Regions from separate parts of the Sus scrofa genome. Here region 1 is linked to region 2. Evidence: chromatin contacts called from public HiChIP or PLAC-seq data. All regions are on one chromosome and are shown on one strand. The core of a region is the stretch at or near the end of the contact, and the rest is flanking DNA. Distances in the headings are between cores, read along the strand shown.

Evidence for each region. HiChIP or PLAC-seq counts read pairs in DNA pulled down with a chosen protein or histone mark.
Region 1: a contact with region 2 is called in an H3K27ac HiChIP or PLAC-seq map of skeletal muscle. The contact joins the promoter of TTF2 here to the promoter of TRIM45 in region 2. A contact is called at or near these places in 10 of 47 Hi-C or Micro-C datasets (brain, embryonic fibroblasts, epiblast stem cells and 6 more) and 2 of 2 datasets of contacts at active chromatin or transcription factors (alveolar macrophages and skeletal muscle).

What each region holds. Positions count from the first base shown.
Region 1 is chr4:103,673,663-103,678,032 of Sscrofa11.1, forward strand. It overlaps TTF2 (transcription termination factor 2), which reads right to left and starts at 2,816. Exons shown (of 23, transcript XM_001929357.7): 1 at 2,723-2,816; 2 at 2,541-2,643; 3 at 535-621. The coding sequence starts at 2,750.
Region 2 is chr4:103,611,303-103,615,634 of Sscrofa11.1, forward strand. TRIM45 (tripartite motif-containing protein 45) reads left to right here and starts at 1,880. Exons shown (of 6, transcript XM_001929343.5): 1 at 1,880-3,238. The coding sequence starts at 2,751.

The DNA of each region.
Region 1 (4,370 bases), core at 1,566-4,065, 63 kb after region 2:
TATCTCATGCCTCTGTACACTAATGCAGGACATCGATCTGTTAAATATGTCCCCTTTTGTGCCCCTAGTGAATTCCTACTTATTTTTCATTACTCATGACAAATATCGGCTGCCATCTATATAGACCTCCCTGCCCTTTCTCTGAGTTCTCATTAAAAGGAAGAGAAAAAAACATTTATTGAGTTAACATACATTAGACATTTTTATACATTACTTCATTCTACCAGCAGAATGAGAAAGTTAAATTAGTGCAACTTAATGACTGCTGGTGGGCTGATGTTATTGGCTACTTAAGGGCTGGAGAGGGAGGGAGGTGGAGCAGGTCATCCAGAAATTAGCTAAAGGTCAGGCTTCTCAGATCAACCAGCAGCTCAGGAGTTAGGGACTGACAGCCCGGAAGATACTCTATACATAGAGAAATACTGTTTGTTTTAAAGAAGAGTCAATCCTGAAACTCCTTGACTCCTCCAGGCCAAGGAAAACAAAAAACAAAAAAACCCCAAACACACTTAGATGTTCTTTTCGAACACTTACCTGTATTCTTTCTTGCCCTGTGGTAGAAACAGGCCCTGAAGCTCTACCACCATGCCTTCATGCAATAAACAGTGAGAAACAGGAATGCTAGGGGGAAAAAATTGAAATTGTATTTTAGGAGGCAAAGCATAGAGGCCAATATCCTAAAATTAAACCCAAAATATGGGCTTTAAACTTAAGGACCCATGTTTGACCTCCACTGGGTTTGCAGATCTCACACTTTTATGTACATTGCGCATTCCTGTGGGGAAAGAGCCAAGCTCTCATCTTTCACTCCCCCAAATAAAGCAGAACAGTAAATATATCTATATTTCTCTTGATGATCCAAAAGTGTGAAGCAATACTGTGCTACATAACCACTATACTGGGATACCTCCAGGCTGTGGATTTTCCCCAGATTCTTCCATCCTCTTTCCTCTGATAATCCATTAGCTGTCACTCAGCTTTGTCACACACCCACTCTGGTAAAACACTCTACTGATTTTCTTCATGCTTGTTGGTCTAAGTTTAATTCCTCCCTTCCAACTTCTTATTATGAAAGATAATTTATGTACAACATTTGAGAGTAAATAGTTTTAGGAGATGGTCTAAAATACTCTCACATGACCTGTGGCATTTTCTGTCTTTTTGCTTATATTCTGGTTACCAGACATATTCCAAGTAAGTCAAATTTATCAAGCAATCGTCTTTGAGTCAGTCAAATACCATTGTACTAGTTTGTACAGGAGTACATTCTTATAAGTAGTACTCTATAAAAAGGCATGTTTCTTTTCATTTAAAACAGAATCTTACACTTCCATTAATGTTTAGTTCTTATAAATCTGAATGTGCTTTTGTGTCTCATGAAACTTGAGCTAGGTACTGAACCTAAGAAGCCATGTATAGAAACTAGAAATAAATAGTAAACCCTGACATAATGACATGGTGTTGATAGCATCAGGGTTTTTTTTTTGTTTGGTCCCTTCTCTAAGATTTAACACTGATTTAAATAAAATCATTTTGTATTTAATTAAACTGGATCCTAGTAATTTCTGTCAAATGAAAAAACAACTTACAGAAGGCAAAGAAAATATTTTACTAAAAATTTATTTTCTACATCTGAAAAAGGATAAAAATCTCCCACTTAGTTTCAAAGCATAACAAAAATACAAATCATCTAAATCATGTGGGGGAAACATGAGAAGCTAATGTATGTGTTGAAAAAAACATTATTTTCCAATATTGATATCCATTATGTGCCTTACATGATATGTAGAAAAATACCTTTTCTCTACCAAGTTCAGTAGAAAGTAGGAAAAAAAATGGTTAAGATATAACAGTTTAAAATTTCGCATAGAGACTTCCAACATCTGGTACTGTGAAAACATTAACAACATTTTATGAGAACAGTATTAACTTTTCTCACTTCCAAAAAGAAGCTTAATATTTCTGGGTTTCACTTTCAGCTCTGTAAAAACCAGACTGCCGAATCAGATTTCTGATGTTTCTTTCAGCCTTAATCCCTAAAGTAACTTGTTTCCTTAGATTAACAATCTCACCACTTAAATGTAGAGAATCCTATTTTTAAAAGAGCCAGTCAATCCGACTACTATTAGTGCAAAGCTGGAGCCAGTTATTTTCTGCTACGCCTCTATGTCCTCACTTTAAATGGAGTAGGGGGTAATGTCTGATCAGAAGGGAGTGATCAAGGCTTGTCAGGCGAAAAAGAAACCGAGAACTGGAAAGGACCAGAAGGATCCAGATGTAGTCGATCCTCCATGTTATGAGGGAATTGGCTGCCCAGAGAGGCAAAGTAACCAGCCTTGGGTCACACTGCAATCAAGAGCGGGGCGTGTCCCTAACATGCCAAGTTGTCCTGAGATTACCAACTAATTAAAGGGCCATGGCTCCACAGACCAGGGGTCCCAGCTCTCCCAGTCCTAATGGCGCTGGCCAGAGGGGAGTCCGCGACCCCACCGGGGAGACGGCGCGCGGTCGCAGGGAATTGTGCCCAGCTCGAGACCTACTCAGTGGCCCTCAGAAAGTTGCATGTGTCCGCCGGGCACACGTAGAAGCTCTTTCCTTTATTCGGGCCATCGCGGACGCCGGTCTTCAGAAAGCATAAGGTGCCTGAGGAGAGAAGGTCGACAATAGTTAGGCCACGCTACAATGACAGATCCCGAAAGACCCTGGGACCCTGACCTCCTACCATGCTGCGGACACCTAACCACTTCCATCCTGCTCCTTCTTTCTCTTTCCCCAAGCTACCCCAACCCAACGCGTGCTTCCGCCTTTGACTCCGCCCTCCTCCTTCAGGAACCAATCGTCACCCACCTCCCCGAGTCTTAACCCCCATAATTCATCCCCGCGGCCTTAGTTACCCGCTGATGGCTATTATCAGCCAATCAAACGGTAGTTTGTTTCTCTCCAACCAATCACAGCCGTCCTCAGGTTTGCCTCGCGCCGAAATCGAACTGAGGCGAGGGGGAGGGTGGACTTGGTCTTTGGTTGATGGGGCGTGGCCGAAGCTGGAAAGAGTTTTGGAGGCTGGCGAAGCTTCCGGGCTTAGGGAAGCTTTGCTTTGCAGGTCCTGAAAGAGAAAAGAACAGGACTGTCAACGGGGAGACTCTAGCTTACATTTATTTAAGACCTAGAGGCGGCCCTAAAGGAAGCAGGCGTTAGAAACTGCAGAGAAGAGCTCTGCAAAGAAGACTCCCTTCTCCCGAAGGCCAAGAGCGCCTGGAATTTCATAGTCATCTGCGAGCTGGGTTGGTTGGTGGGCGCTCTGCCTTCTTGCTGGCTCTCTGGGGTGCGAGAGAGGGTCGGTGGGGGCATCCTTTAAAGCTACATGGTGAACTGACGGGACTATGGTAGAGCAAGCTTAAAGACTTTTCCAGGACCCCACAACCCAAAGTGCTTACCCATACACGTCTTGACCGTGGCTCAGAGGTTAATAAACCCGACTAGGATCCATGAAGATCTGGGTTCGATCTCGACAGCCTGGTGAGATGGGCATTTTACCGACCCGTAGACTCCTAGAACTTTGAGTAACTAACCCCAGGTCAGAGAATTAGTGAGTGGACCGTCTGCGGACAGGTGCCAGCGGACCACGCAGCTGCCTCCTGTGTGTACTGAATGTTCTCTAGGCGCTCAATAGGAGACCTGAGTTGGAAGTGTCACAGTGGAAACGACAGGGGAGAAATAGATGACCTTTGGTGAAAGGGAATTTAATTTGGTACATTTTTTATTATCAGACTTTTTCTACCAGTAGGCTTTTGTAATATTAAAAACCGAGGATAAGTTGAAAGAAAGGGGGCTATTTGAAATTGTAATCGGATCTCTTAGGCAGCAAAAAGAAACAGACATCAGACACTTATTGCAATAGAGATGGCTTCATCTTACAACTCTTTGGAACATATGTCCTGACATATGGTGTAGCATGTGCAGCTGTACTTACAGAGACAGTAGGACAGAAATTCTGCAAGTTCTAGGAAATCTGGGCTATATGATAGATGTAAATGTCATAGGGGATCCAGAGGAGGGAAGACAAACCTGAGGTGTCATTTTTTAATTAAACAAGTACTTATTAAATAGTTTTTTGTGTGTCCAGTGTGGGTGGACACTAGGTGCTTGAGAAATATAAAATTCATTTATTCATACACAAAGTTTAAGAAAACTATTCTAATCACAAAGAGCTTTCTCAGTATTTGGAGACTGAACTAGTACATACTGACACTTAAATAACAGTGTAAAATAGTATTATTTGTCTTTTTGCCTTTTTAGGGCTATGCCCACGGCATATGGAGGTTTCCAGGCTAGGGGTCAAATCAGAACTACAGCTGCTGGCCTACACCACA
Region 2 (4,332 bases), core at 630-3,129:
TTAAGAAGCTGCGATGAGGAGTTCCCCTCATGGTACAGCGGAAACGAATCTGACTAGGAACCATGAGGTTGTGGGTTCGATCCCTGGCCCTACTCAGTGGGTTAAGGATCCGGCGTTGCCATGAGCTGTGGTGTAGGCTGTAGACATGGCTCAGATCTGGCGTTACTGTGGCTGTGGTGTAGCCTGGCAGCAACAGCTCCGATGGGACCCCTGGCCTGGGAACCTCCATATGCTGCGGGTGTGGCCCTAAAAAGGACAAAAGACCAAAAAAAAAAAAAAAAAAAAAAAAAAAGCAGCAGCAGCTGGGAAGAGAAAGGGTAGAGGTGGTTGGGCATGGCATCATGAGACAGAATTCAAGTCTCAGATGGGCTACCTTGGGCTGGCCACCAAACTTGAGACTTTCCTCACAGAGTTGTTAAGAGAGTAAATGGAATAACACACATGTAAATTATAAAGCACTTCTTAGACAAGAGAAGCTTGTAACATCTACCATGGGAAATATGATAAGAGCATGAATAAGAGATGAAGCAAAGCATCACAAGGCATCGGGGAGTGTTGAGGTGAAGTTCAGAGCAAGGATATATAACAAATCCAAGTCTGCAGTTGCTGCGACTGACTTCATACTGGAGTGGAGAAAGCAGATTCCGAGTCAGTAGGTACAGAGAAGGACAAGAAGCCACAAAAAAATCTAGGTAAGAACTATTTTAAGACCTTTGCCGGCATGCTTCCTTTAGGAAATTACATATAATTTACATATAAAAGTGGCATTTGACTCATTAACATATTTTAGAAATGGCCAAACATTCCAATTTCTGATTTTATAGTTTTCTTTTCATATTTCAGAGTGTTGTTTTAGATTCTACTTTTTTTTGTTTTTAAAAGAGCTTAGGCTCCAGGCACTGTGCCTATAGCATGGAATGGATAATGAAGACATCAGTGAGACAGTTGCCCACTGGGTCCAAATCAAGTCCAAGAGGTGATGAATAAAGCGAGCTGTGAGGTAGATAATCAGGCCTCCTCCAGGGGCTTAAGTGCCGAAGATAATGAGAACAGATGGAGGGTAAGAAGCCAGAGGGTTACCACGTGTGGAACTTGGGAGATAAAAGGCCTACATCCCAGGTAAAATCCCAGATACGGCTAAATCAGCAGACTCCTGAGGACACTTAAAAGAAGGAGACCAAGAAACTGTGAATCGCGAAGGAAAGGGTGCCTGATGGGTTCATTTTCCCCTTAGTTTGTGAGCCCACAAAGGGCTTATCCCTCCTTGACACCTTCCACTACCCCATTGTGACCAGCCACCGGCCCTCCCTGACGGATAAAAACGGGGGGACAAACGTGCCCTGTTTCTCTTACACAAAGCTGTAGAATTCTGAATGAAAAACCACCCCTTAGTCATCCGCACCTCTTGCCCCGGATGGGTGAAAAAACTGCTTCTCCGACTCCAGGGAACGGGGAGTCGGCTCCTGGGCGCTGGCCGGACGAAGGCAACGCTAGACCTCGGTGCAACGGTCTCCCTGAGGGGTCTTCCGAACCAGCCTGGGTCGGAAAACGCCAGGAGCCAGCAAGCCTCTTCTAGAAGCTCTTGTACCCAGCCCGCTAGTCCTGAGGGACTCCAGAGCTAAAATAAGCTGGGAAGCCCAGAGGGGAACTCTCAGGCTGACACCAGCTCGGAGAAGAAACGCCAGTAACCGCACACATCCCAAACCTCGACAACCAGGAAAACACCTCCCCTTTCAACGCCCCGGGCGGAGCCCGGCACCAACTGACAGCGCCACCCACCAATGGGAGGGCCCAAACTGGGATCGTGGGACCAATCCGAGGGCGCGGGGGAGGCGGTCCCGTGGCCCATCAGCGCGGCTTTTTAAGTGCTCCTCTGGCCTCTCTGATCGCCGCAGCCATAGAGAAAGGGACAGTCACCGTAAAACGGTGACGCCGGCTGTACTATGCCGCTCACTCCCAGCCTCAGTCTTTTCTTCTTCCGAGGACTAACCCCGCAGACAGCCCCGCCTCCTGCCTTTAGTTTGATCCCGCCCCTTCCCGGAGGGCACCGGCCAAGATGTGGAATTTCCAAAGCTTACTGGGTGCCGCTGGTGTCACTCTGAAGGGCGGCGGGTCCTGCTGCGGCGAAGGCCGCGCCTCTCCCAAGGTGATTGGACTCGCCCGAGTAGCCCCCGACTGGGATTGGTGTGAGAAAGGGCCGGAGCCATCGGGCACCACCTTGGACCGGAAAGTGGGCAGGCGGTGGCAACCGAAGAGCCGGCAAGACCTCGCAGCACCCTCGTCCTCCATGTGCCTTCCGCGGAGGGCCGGGTTGGGGGAAGGAGCGGGAGGCCCCCCAACCGCATCACGCGAGGGCGGGGACGGCACTTGTCGCGTGTCTGGCGCGGGGCCGGACGGGTGGCAGCGGGAGGGGGGTGATAGTAGAGGGTGTTAGAGATGCAGGGGTTCAGAAGTCTAGCAGGAGACTTAGACCTGGAAGCGCCTCCTCGGAGGATTTAGGGGGTTAGAGGAGGCCGTGGGCGTGTCTGGTATGGGATGCCTTGCAAAGGAGGGGGCCCTGTTGAGTAGTTCTGTGGGCGGTTCCTTTAAGGAATCCTCTAACTTTTTGCCCTTTGATTTGCCAAAGAGAGAGTCCCCATGGTCTCTGTTCAAGTTTTGGAAACTTTCTCTTTGGGTGGGCCTAATCACCTACTACTTCATTATAGAATTGCCCAGGGTCTTTTCTGATACTGAGCACAAACGTGGGGAATATGGCAGAAAACAGGAAGCCGCTGCTGGGCTTCGTGGGCAAACTCCCATGTGGGACCACACCTGGGAACTCAGGCAAGACTCACTGCCCTTTGTGCATGGGGCTTTTCAAGACCCCCAGGCTCTTGCCTTGTTTGCACACAGTTTGCACCACCTGTCTGGAGCAGCTGGAACCCTTCTCAGTAGTGGACATCCGTGGGGGAGACTCTGACACAAGCTCTGAGGGGTCAATATTCCAGGAACTCAAGCCATGCACTCTGCAGCCGCAGATCGGCATCCTCTGTCCGGTATGTGATGCTCAGGTGGACCTGCCCATGGGTGGAGTGAAGGCTTTAACCATAGACCACCTGGCCATGAATGATGTGATGCTGGAGAGTCTGCGTGGGGAAGGCCAGGGCCTGGTGTGTGACCTGTGCAGCGACAGGGAAGTGGAGAAGAGGTGTCAGACCTGCAAAGCCAATCTCTGCCACTTTTGCTGCCAGGCTCATAGGTAAAGATGGGACACCCCACCTGGTGTGGCTTAAGAGCGGAGTGCAAAGAGGTGTCAAGACAGAGAATTCCCTGGGTGAGCAGATGGAAAGGAAAGCTCGAATGCCATGCAAAGTCAGAGAGCAATATAGGATGTGGTTACAGATATTCCAGAACAGCGGTTAACTCCTGCAGCCTTTATATAATACCCATGGTAATAACAGCAGCAGAGGTTTGCAGAGTCCTTTTCAGCTTACAAAGCACATTCAGTTTCCTTGGATCATCAACCATTTGTATAGTGAATAATTGTACTGGGTGCTAAAGAAAGAGAATGAATATAATACCAAAGCCCCTGGCCTTGATTTCATTTGATCCTTGCAATGCATAGAAAAGCAGGCATTGTTTTCACCCCTTATTATTTGAGGAAACTGAAGCTCAGCCATATGTGATTTGTCACAGGTCCCCTAGCTGGTAAGTAGTATATTACAGAACAGAGTTTTAAATCCAGGTCTTCAGACTGCCTCTATGCTTTTTCTACTAATCTCTGCTACCTTCCCACTATAAGATGCTAATTGGTGGGATCCCATCTCAGCCTTTGCCTTGTCCCCTAAAGTTAGGGGAACTTGGCGAGGTGGGCTGGTAGGTGCTTACTGGGGTGCAGATAATGTCTTTTATAGCGTTTGGTGAACTTTGTGAGATGAATCACTTTGTTCCTTCAGACCCTCTTGCGCTATTCCAGAGCGTTACAATGGAAAATGGCCAAGGTTTGGGGATTAGCCTAAAGTAGTTTTTAAGGTCAGCCTTCCATTTGTTCTCTGGCCTCACCAACAGAACAAGTTAGTAGTCTTTGGTCTTTCTATTTTGAACTTGTAATTATGACCACTTTGCTGCCAGCCAAACAGCTGACGCTGTTTTCTCGGCAGCCACTCTTCTGGTGCCAGAGTAGACACGTAAGCATCGAGTTGCCGATGCTCACAGGGGAACTCTGAACAGTCACCGTGGTTTCCGAAGGATTTCCCTGGGTCTGTGGAGGGCTACAGAAAAGAGGAATTAAAAAAGCTTTGATTTTACTGACCACTGATTTGACTCCTAATAATGTCAATGACTCTTGTTGAG